Linked DNA regions of Cricetulus griseus: region 1 is linked to region 2. The links are chromatin contacts, called in public Micro-C maps. All regions are on one chromosome and are shown on one strand. The core of a region is the stretch at or near the end of the contact, and the rest is flanking DNA. Distances in the headings are between cores, read along the strand shown. Region 1 holds the start of Deptor (DEP domain-containing mTOR-interacting protein). Region 2 holds the start of Mtbp (mdm2-binding protein).

Region 1 (5,174 bases), core at 1,011-3,510, 470 kb before region 2:
AAAACTTAAAACACAAGAAACAACAGCTGGGCATGGTGGTGCTCACCTTTAATCCTAGCACTTCCAAGGCAAAGACAAGCAGACCTCTGAGCTCTAGGACAGCCAGACTACACGGAGAAACCTTATCTCAAAAAACCCAAACCAAACCAAAACCAAAAATAAAACCATGAGAAACAGACAGGTGTTAACTCTCATTAAGTCTAGGCCATCTACCTCCATTACTGTGAATAAAGGTTATACTATCAAAATGAGACCCTTGGAATCACATTTAACTAAAAGCTGTTGCTCTTGGTCCACTTTTTAAAATATTGTCTGTTTATAAAAGTAATAAGCATAATTTCTTTTTGGCAGAGGGGTTGCCTAAGATATTCTGTTAAGAGGAATTATTTCCTTTCTGGAATGTGGCTGAGCATAGTCTTGAAAATCTATAGAATAAGCATTGGCAAGTGGTGGTGGCACACACCTTTAATGCCAGCACTCAAGAGGCAGAGACAGGTAGATCTCTGTGAGTTTAAGGCTAGCCTGGTCCACAAAGCAAATTCCAGGACGGGCTCCAAAGTAATACAGAGAAACCCTGTCTTGCATAAATAAATAAATAAATAAATAAATAAATAAATAAATAAAAGAATAAGCATCGAAGGGCTGCCTAACTTACTAGTTGTGAAACTTAGACAAACAATTCTCCTTTCCCATTTGTGTTTGAAGCACTAATATCTAACAGGGTTTTGTGAGAATAAATTAAACAACATTAAAAAGGTTTGAGGTGTCAGATAAAGCACAAACATAAATAAAAGCTCAAAATACTGTTCAATACTCCAGCAAACCGTGAGGACTGGTCTTTTTTGAGCACTAGGAAGACTAATGTGAGTTTTCCTGTTGAAAAAAAAATAGATCAGAATATGATACTCAGTGCTTGTAACCCCAGCCCTTGGGAGGTTAAGGCAGGGGGATCCTGAGTTTGATGTCAACCTGGGCTACATGGCAAGATTCTATCTCAAACAACATATTTTAATCCGTCTCTTAAAATGGGACTGCAATGGTTTTGTTTACCAATGATTGGGCTTTGCAAAATGTTAAATGTTCTATTTTTGTGCCCAGTAAGGGTCAGACCTCATCTTCAGCAGGGTCAAGTAAGATTCATAACAGCATGGGATATGGTATGAGGTGACACTCCCTGCATCTTCTCACAGGTATTACTGTCCTAGGACTGTGACAAGGTACATAGAAACAAGTGCCGGTATCTTACAGAAGGGAAATTCAAAGACACTTCAAAATATTTATCCAACCATGAAAGACACAACCTCTGAATTGCAGCTATGTGGAAGTTTACAAACCCAAAATGAAAAGGGACGAGGACAACCGATTTTTTTGTGAACATTTTAGACCATGTCTGCCATTCAAACGCATTTAACTTCACTCTTTACTGCATTGCTCATTTTGCCAGGTGTGCTTCTTTTGTCCTAGTTTGTTTTATGAGACAAGGCATCTATGTAGCCCAGTCTTCTTCAAACTCAACATCTTCCTGTGTCATCCTCTGAAGTTGTGGGGACACAGGTGTGTCACCACGCTTGGAAACTTGCAGTTGTTTTAAAACACAGCCTACAATCTAGAATGACCTTGCCTGCTTGCATGAGAGAAATTACCTCACTCCTCCGAGTCGCTTTCTGGATGTTAAAGGAAGGCCATGCTAGGATTATGATCTGCAAAAACTAAGCAAGGCATCAACCTACCCGAAACACCTCTAATGCACCAGGTGTGGACAGGTGCTAGCTACAATTATTGTAAGAAAGAATTAAGAGCATTTAGGTAGGAAATCACAGGAATGAAGCCAGAGTCTTAGTCTTTTTAAACCTCAGGCCAAGATGCTTTACTGACTCCACTTAAGGTAGTAGGCTGCCTTCAGGGAAAGTGCTCAAAAAGAGTGGCATAGCCCTTCAGCGACATCCTGGATTGCTCGTTGATGGAGCATATTGTTCTCATTTTTATCCTTTGCAACTCGGCTATGGGAAACACAGTAAAAATGCAAAATTTTTAAATGCAAAATTCCCCAGCATGAGTTTGGGAGTGGAGTGAAAAAAAAGAAAGAAAGAAATATAAAAGGAGAAAAAGCTCAACCTCCTGAAGAAACACTGCTCGCCCACCGCCCCGCCCAGATGTTTATATTTTTCTCCTTGGCTCCGCCCCCGGACCACGAGCGAGCGGCCAGGCCACGCCCCCAGGCTCGAAGTTCCAGGGCGGGACTCGCCCAAATCTTCTGCTTGCCCGCAGGGATTCCCTCGCCAGCCAATCGCGTCCGAGCCACGGGACCGCCAGGAACAAAGATGGCCGGAGCGGCTTCGGCGAGGGCAGGCTGATCGGAACGCCAGGCACCCGGCGGGCCAGCGAAGGCTTGCAGAGTGGCAGCGGCGCGGTCGGGAGCATGGAGGAGGGCAGCGGCGGCGGCGGCAGCGACAGCAACGCCGGCGGCAGTGGCGGGGCGCAGCAGAGAGAGCTGGAGCGCATGGCTGAAGTCCTGGTCACCGGGGAGCAGCTCCGGTAAGCAGAGGGTCGCGCTGCCCGCGGCCGTCCGGAGGGCGAGCTCCATGTGGCTCGCGCCAGGCTGGTGGCGCGGGCGCGTGGGGCGGCTGCAGCCCCGGGACTTGCAGCTGCAGGGACCGATGCCGGGGACGCATGGTGCATGCTGGGCTTCTGCAGCCCTGCGTCCCCGCGGGCTCGCCCGGTGCGAGCTTCCCCTGATGACACAGCCTAGCTAGCCGGCACGGTCCCCAAAGCAGGGTCGGGTCGGACCGCAGCCCCTGCACCTCCAGATAAAAGGCACCAGCGAGCTCCACGAGTGCCTTGCGTTGCGCTTCTCTTGTTGCTAGCAAGGCAAGCTTCCCTTCCTTGAGTCTCGGTTCACTTAGGGACCGATCTCTGCCAGTCCCATGAAGGCTCGTCTTGGAAAACCTCTCCGAGCCCTCTACCTATCCCTTAATTGGCACATCGTCAGTTGTCACTTGGGTCCGCAAGGGGGCGTGGAAGTACCTTGTTTAGGGCCCACGTTTGGGACCCTGGAGTTTGGCCGATCGCCCCGCACTTTTCCTAGAATTATCACTTGCCCAATGTCAGAAATCCAGGAACAAGCCCTGACCTCCAGGGCCCCCTTGGCATTCCCTTCGCTTCCTGTTCCTTTTTCTTGGGCATATGCCTAAGGCTTGGGCTTCCGCAGCTGCCGCTCTTGTGGTCATAAATCCGACTGCCAGTTAAAATGAATCCGGCTCTACGACGTTTCTGCCAGAACTTGAACCACGAGCCCCCGGTCCAACCAGAAAGATGTGCGCTATTTTCCCCTAGTACTTGGCTTGATTTTTTTTTTTTTCTCCTGCTGATTTCGATTTCTAAAAGGCTATTTCAAGACTTGAAGGAGAATTTTGCAAAGGTCCCTGGAGGCCTGGTAAACCATTGGCTTTGCAGGGCTCGGTTTGAGGAAGTAGGTGTTCAAAACCAGGACGATATAGTCTAGCGCGACAAAAGGAAAATCACGCATTTTGGTTCCTTGTTAAATTTCAAGTGTGTGGCCACAATTACAGGGAACTAAAAACCTGTTTCCCTTCATCAAGAGTATCTCTAATTAAGAAGATGATGCAAGAGTATCTCTAATTAAGAAGATGATGTAAAGCTTTTCTGATTTAGTCTGATTTTCTTGATAGTTTAGTGCTTTGCTCTTTACTTATTGTATTGCTGTTTGAAAAGGCTTCCCTGGATGGGATTTCTTACTTTGCGTTTCGTTTACAAACATTATTGTGTCACTTTCTCCTTCAAGAGGCTGGCTGCATCTTAGCCAGGCAGTGATGGCACACAGCTTTAATCCCAGTACTTGGGATGCAGAGGCAGGTGGATCTCTATGAGTTCCAGGCCAGCCTGGTCTACATAGCGAATTCCAGGCCAGGCTCCAGAGTTACAGAGACACCCTGTCTCCAACAACCAAAATGTACCTTCTTCAGGTTCCTCAGAGCACTTGCTGGCTTTCCAGCCACAGTTCTGCAGACAGAAGTGTAAATAAGTTCTCACTCCGAGTTAGATCTGGCTTTGAATTTCTGTTCCTCCTCCATGTAGCCTAGTGTTACCATGACTTTGTTTTGAGGAGGGCTTTAAGGCAGCATGAATCCTGGCCTTGCCCTTTACTTAGCTAGAATAGGGCCTTGGACAAGTTATTTAGGCAAGAAAGACGAGTAACAATGGAATTTGCCTTGCAGTAGGTTTTTATTTTGTTTTTTGTTTTGTTTTAACCTTGCAGCGTTGATTACGAGGCTTATTGCAGTAAGTGTTTACACCGGTGTTGATACACACCATGTGATTATTAGCCAGTGTAGCCGAGCTTAGACAAATGAATTTTCTCATCTGAGCTATTTTCTCACCTGTAAAGTTGCCATGAAGATGAAAGTGTTTCAAGGGGTGCTTTGAGGATCTGACCCCAGGCTTCCCATATTAGTGAGCAATCTGCAAGGGCTTGCTGGAATGAATGGGTGTTAGTGTTCTCTTTGCACCACCACTTCTGTCTCTCAGGCTGGTAAAATGTGTCCAGAAGACTTGGATGGTTATTAAGAGTACAGGATGTTAACAGACTACCCCGGGTTTTCTTTTTCTGCCTCTACCATGTGTTACCTCTGTGACCTTGGGACAATTAATCTCTTGCCTCAGATTCCTTTTTGTAGACGATTCTGTTTTCAATGGCCTTCGGTGTCAGATCCAAATTTGAGTATAATGGTATGCACTTGCAACTCCAGCACTTGGGAGGTGGGGACCAGAGGATTATAAGTTTGAAGTTAGCCCGGCCAACATAGTAAGTACTAGGCCAGCAAAGCCCTGTCTTTAAAAACCCAAAGTCTGAGCAAATATTGACCATTTAAACTTGACTTAAAGTTCAATTTCACTTTTCTTTTGCAATGATTTTAAAGCAATTAAAGGAATGCTACCGTGTGGGGGGAGGGGCAGGGCTTGTGTGTACCACTGTGTCAATGTAGAGGTCAAAGGACAAATTTCAGGAGCCATTTCTTCCGTGTTTATGTAAGTTCCAGGATCAAATTCAGGTTGCCAGAAGTTCACAACCAGCACCTTTACCCACTGAGCCATCTCTCAGGCCCACTGTTGTGGCTCATGTCTGTAATCCAGCACTTTTGGAGTCAGAGGCAGAC
Region 2 (5,055 bases), core at 450-2,949:
CACAACTGAAATCCAACATTTCTATGTGTATGTGAGACACTGGGGATACTAGGCAAGCACTCCACAAAACTGAAACACATCACTAGCCCCGTTAATGCCTTTGAGTCAGTTCTGCTGAGTTACTCAGTTTGGCCGTGAACTCGCTCTGTACCCCACAAAGGCTTGAACTCACAACCCTCCCACTTCAGCCTCCAGAGTATCTGGTATTATAGGCTTGTCTTCAACAGACCTCTTTATGTCACCTGAGAAAAATCACGCTCTTCAATATCTCCAAACTAAGAAAATTATCTATCTCTATTCCGGAAAACTCTTGGCCAGGTGCTTTCATTATGCATATCTGCTAGAAAAATACAATTCAGCTTGGGGTTTCATATTAGTTATCCTAAACTTTAAGCTAGCCCATGCATACGCAAAGACAAGTTTCCCCCATCCCATGGAGACCAATCCTTAAAACAGTTTGACAAACAATACAAAAGCTGCCACAATGTCAACTTGCTGTCAAAGTTTAAAGACATTAATTTTCACATCCTGTATTTACCTCATTACAGACAGGCAGCAACCACACTTAAAGGAGCTGAACTTCGAGTGGCATTAGGCTAGGAGTCATCTTGGATTAACACACAAAAACCACAATTCCGTCTCTTCTCCCTAAAATCTGCTTCGGTTCCCGTGTTCCCTACACCACCGCCTTCCGGTTGCCCAAACCAGAATTCTTCGACGTCACTCTTGTTTCTTCTTTCGCCCACGTTCGATCCTTTAATACATACTGCGGGCTGTTCACCACTCCAGTGTTTTAGCCTCACTCGTGCATGAGCGTCTCGCATGGTATACTAGAATAGCAATCCAAACTCATTTCCTCCTTTTCTCCTTCACACACAGATCGACATCTGTGAACATCTTCCTTCTGGCAGCCTGGGTGCTAGGTCTTTTTAATGCCTAAGGCGTCCAGGTCAAAACCGCCAAACAACTCCCCATCCTTCAGTTCTTTTGCGACAAGTCTCACGTAGCGCAGGCCGACTTCAAGCTTGCAATGGAGCCGAGAAGGCTGACCCCGAACTTAGCATCTTCCTTCCTTCCTCCACCTCCCAAGTGCTGGAATAACAGGCGGGCTCCGTGGGGACGGAACCCAGATGCTAGACACACACTGTGCTCAACCACACGCAGCTCCACCCTCTCCCTTCCCCGCCAGACTCCACTGCAGCAGACAAAACTGACCAACTTTCAGCCGTTCCACTCACTGTCTCCCCGGAACGCTCCCAGGGCTGTGTGCGAGCAACGGCAGCCACGAAACGGGCAGCCGTAGCCAAGCACAGATGTCAAAGCGGTGGCCCGAGTCCCGACCCCCCACCCCCGGCCCGTGACTCCGCCAGGAGCTTCCGGGCCACGGGTGTCAGCCGCTTCTTCCCCGAAGGCTCAGCATCTGCACCGAGTCCCCGCGGAGACCGCCGCTCTGCACTCGGGCGAGCGCCCGGCGCACACCACCCCTCCGGAGGCGCGCGAGCTCACCTGCGGCGCCCTAGAGAAGCTGGACATGCTCCCCGACTTCCGGCGTCCCTTTCGCTTCCACTCGCCCGGTCGCCGTACCAGCGACCCCCCACGAGTCCGGCCGGAAACAAAGACAACGCAGCACGAGGGTTCCTACCGCGGGCGAGCGCTCGTCGGCTGCTTCTCCGCCACGCTCCGGCACCGCGCCTCCCGGAGCCCTTTCGTTACGAAACAGGGCCAAGGAGAGTGGCTTACCCAGAGCGTCGTTTCCCCGAGTCATCGGCGCGAAAAGCGCCCCGGGGACATCATTCCCGGCTGGATAGCGAGCCGGGCGGCGGGAAACCGGAAGTGCGCGCGGCGCGCGGCTCTTTGGAGCCCCAGAACTGGATGGAGTCTGGGCGCGAAGGACATGGATCGCTACTTGCTGCTCGTCACCTGGAGGGAAGGCACGCTTCCGTCGCCCGCAGGAGGGGACAGCGAACCCGGGACGGAGGCGGCGGCGTCCCCGGACTGCACCGAGAAGCAGCCTCGTAAGCTCCGGGCTGAGAAGAGGCGGGAAAGCGCGCGGGGAGCCCAGGGGATCGGAGTTTCTGAGGGGGTCCCCGGGGGTGGCAGGAGCGCGGGCCGGACGTCCGTCCCGGGACGCTGCCCTCCCTGAGGAAGTTTCCTCCGAGTTTCCAACAGTGTGGTCAGGAAGAAAGATAGGCTCACGTGTGGGTGGTGGATCCCAGTGCCCCAAGGGTTGGGCACACTGAGCTGGGGCATGACTAGAATTTCTGCCCTCTGGGCAGGTGTGTATTTAGGAAGTGTGTCTGTTCCACCTTGAAGAAAATGCAGAAAGACATAGATTCCACGGATCTCGGGTTACATTCTATGCAGGAGACACGCGGCACTTTTTCCTTTTTTTTTTTTTAAGATTTTATTTATTTATCATGCATACAGCATTCTGCTTCCATGCACACCAGAAGAGGGCACCAGATCTCCTAGCGGATGGTTGTGAGCCACCATGTGGTTGCTGGGAATTGAACTCAGGACCTCTGGAAGAGCAGTCAGTGCTCTTAACCTCTGAGCCATTCTCTCCGGCCCTTTTTCCTTTTTTTTTTTTTTTAAATTACAGATTTTTAAACGATTTTAGCTGCTTTTGATTACATTGCTTTTTGATGCCTCTGTCTAGTCTCGTTGCATTTTCCTCGTTTTGGTCAAGCAGATTTTTTTGTTTGTTTTTGAGGAAGAAATGTATATGGTTCATTTTGGCAGGAAGTCTTTGGTTTCTTGTTACTGACTAGCATGGACGAACCAGCAGCCTTGACTATTTTCTCTGCCTGCTGAAATTTAGTTCATCAGCACTTGAATAGAATCTTAGTCCACGCGTATTCTGTATCCAACATTCTGGCCTTCATTCAGGTCCTCTGATAGTGAAGTTGAAACAGGGCTAGATTCTGTTAACCCTTGAGCCCGCCGAGTAACATGACTGTGCTAGGCCCTTACTTTGGCAGACTTGACGGCATCCACTATTTATCACCTCTTGAAGAGAAGCATCAATGATTCCAGCCGGCCGGATGACGCTACATTTCCTGGTAAGTTATCACAGTATAGCAAAAACCCCTGCCCCCAATCTGGCCCAGCATTTTATTGGAAATCAGTTAGTTTGATAACTTAGAAGAAATACTTGTTGATTTTGCATAAGTCACAGGGATATGGAGGTGTCTTAAGAAAATACTCAGCAACGTTACCATTCCTTCCCACTAGTTGAATGTTGTAAGTTGCTACAAAAGTTACTGTGGACTCCCAACTTGAGTTTTGTTCTACCTCCCCCTCCCTTTAGGTATATGTAGCATAGGGTAGTGTGGCTTTGTAAAACGTTCTTGCCTTGAGTAAAGACTCATTATTAAAGCTCACACTCTGACTTTACCACTTATTTGTAGATTTTGTTTTTTCCTGTCCATTCTTACTGATTCTCTCTCTCTCTCTCCCTCTCTCCCTCCCTCCCTTCCTCCCTCCCTCTCTCCCTCTCTCACCTCTTTCTCTCTCTCCCCTCTTTCTCTTTCTGTCTCTCTCTGTGTGTCTGTCTCTCTCTCTCTTTCTCTCTCTCCTCTCTTTCTCTCTCTCTCTCTCTCTCTCTCTCTCTTCTCCTCTCTTCTCTCTCTCTCTCCCCTTTTTCTCTCTCTTCCCCCTCTTTCTCTCTCTGTCTCTGTCTCTGTCTCTCTCTCTCTCTCTCTCTCTCTCTCTCTCTCTGTTAGTTTGTTTTGTTCCAGACAGGGTTTCTCTGTGTAGCTTTGGAGCCTGCCTAGGAACTCGTTCTGTAGATCAACCTGGCCTCAAACTCACAAATATCCACTTACTTCTGCCTCCCCAGTGCTGGGATTAAAGGCATGCGCCACCACCGCTGCTACTGATTCTCTTAAGAGAAAAACAACTTTGTACTTGCTAAAGTTAGTCTTCTCCTCAGTTCTCAGTACTTTGACTTTTTGAAGTTATTTCACTTTTTATTTATTTATTTTTCTTTGTAAGAAATCTTTGCTCCCTTTAGCGCTATTGGTATTTTACAAATGCAGTTGTTTGCTTTGATCATTTTTTTTTTCTCTTGCTTCTTCTCCATCTGATATGAAAACAGATCAGATCCTAAAAGCTGAGGGAAATGTCTGTAGATGCCCCCACTTCGATAGCTGGTAGTCTCCTGAATCTATGATAATCCTCTCTTTTCCTTTTCTGATTAGAGAATCTCCATTCTCTCTGGGGCAGCGCTCACACTGAGGAATGCTTTCTTGTGTGAGCTGTACTAGTCTGTTGTCCAAATACTAATGGTACTAGTTTCTTAAGTTGGTAAAGGGTACATGGTGCTACTATTATAGCAGCAAAGATTTCCCCCCTTTGTGCTTTAAATGTATATGTAAAAGAGATCTTGGGAGCATTGTAGAGGTTCTCTTGAAAGTATTCATTCTGCTTGTATGGGCAGAGTTTCTTATAAGTCTTTCCTTTTGCATAGTAATGCAGAACTCTGCCTGTGACTGTGCAAGCTGAAGTCATTCGTGACCTTCCTAATCCAATAACCAATTAGATAATAGCTCTATCAAAGCTAATAAAAACTCTTGTTGGAGGCCATCAGGATGGCTCAGTGGGTAGAATACTCATGGGTTTACATCAGGAGACCATGAGGCAACAGAATTGAGATCCTTTGCTGTCCCTGTTCCATTGTTTTATTCCTTGGGCTGTCAATATTGTGAGATACTTCTCCATTAGTTTACTGTGAAAGATTTTGCTGGGATTATTTTCCTTGGAACAGACATCCTTACCCTTTTGTTTATCATAGTAACTGATCCAGAACTCTTTTTTGTTCGTTTGTTTTTGTTTTTTTGAGACAGATATTCTTTGTGTAGCTCTGGCTGTTGTGGAACTCACTCTCTAGACCAGACTGGCCTCGAACTCACAGAGATGCCCCTGCCTCTCTGCCTCCCTGAGTACTGGGATTAAAGGCCTGCACCACCACTGCCCAGCTAGAACTCTGTTTGTATAGATGTGAATAGCAATTTCAGCACTAGCCATTTGCTTTCTTGCTGTTCTTCATCTTTC

Evidence for each region. Hi-C and Micro-C count contacts between places; a contact is called where the count stands out from the background.
Region 1: a contact with region 2 is called in a Micro-C map of the CHO-K1 cell line, with 5 times the contacts expected there. The contact joins the promoter of Deptor here to the promoter of Mtbp in region 2. A contact is called at or near these places in 6 of 8 Hi-C or Micro-C datasets (the CHK-Q cell line, the CHL-YN cell line, the CHO-K1 cell line and 1 more).

The regions. Positions count from the first base shown.
Region 1 is chr10:32,383,586-32,388,759 of CriGri-PICRH-1.0, reverse strand. It overlaps Deptor (DEP domain-containing mTOR-interacting protein), which reads left to right and starts at 2,260. Exons shown (of 9, transcript XM_027431694.2): 1 at 2,260-2,535. The coding sequence starts at 2,420.
Region 2 is chr10:31,909,407-31,914,461 of CriGri-PICRH-1.0, reverse strand. Mtbp (mdm2-binding protein) reads left to right here and starts at 1,699. Exons shown (of 20, transcript XM_035449696.1): 1 at 1,699-2,015; 2 at 2,982-3,062. The coding sequence starts at 1,895. Mrpl13 (39S ribosomal protein L13, mitochondrial) reads right to left here and starts at 1,671. Exons shown (of 7, transcript XM_027431690.2): 1 at 1,507-1,671. The coding sequence starts at 1,533.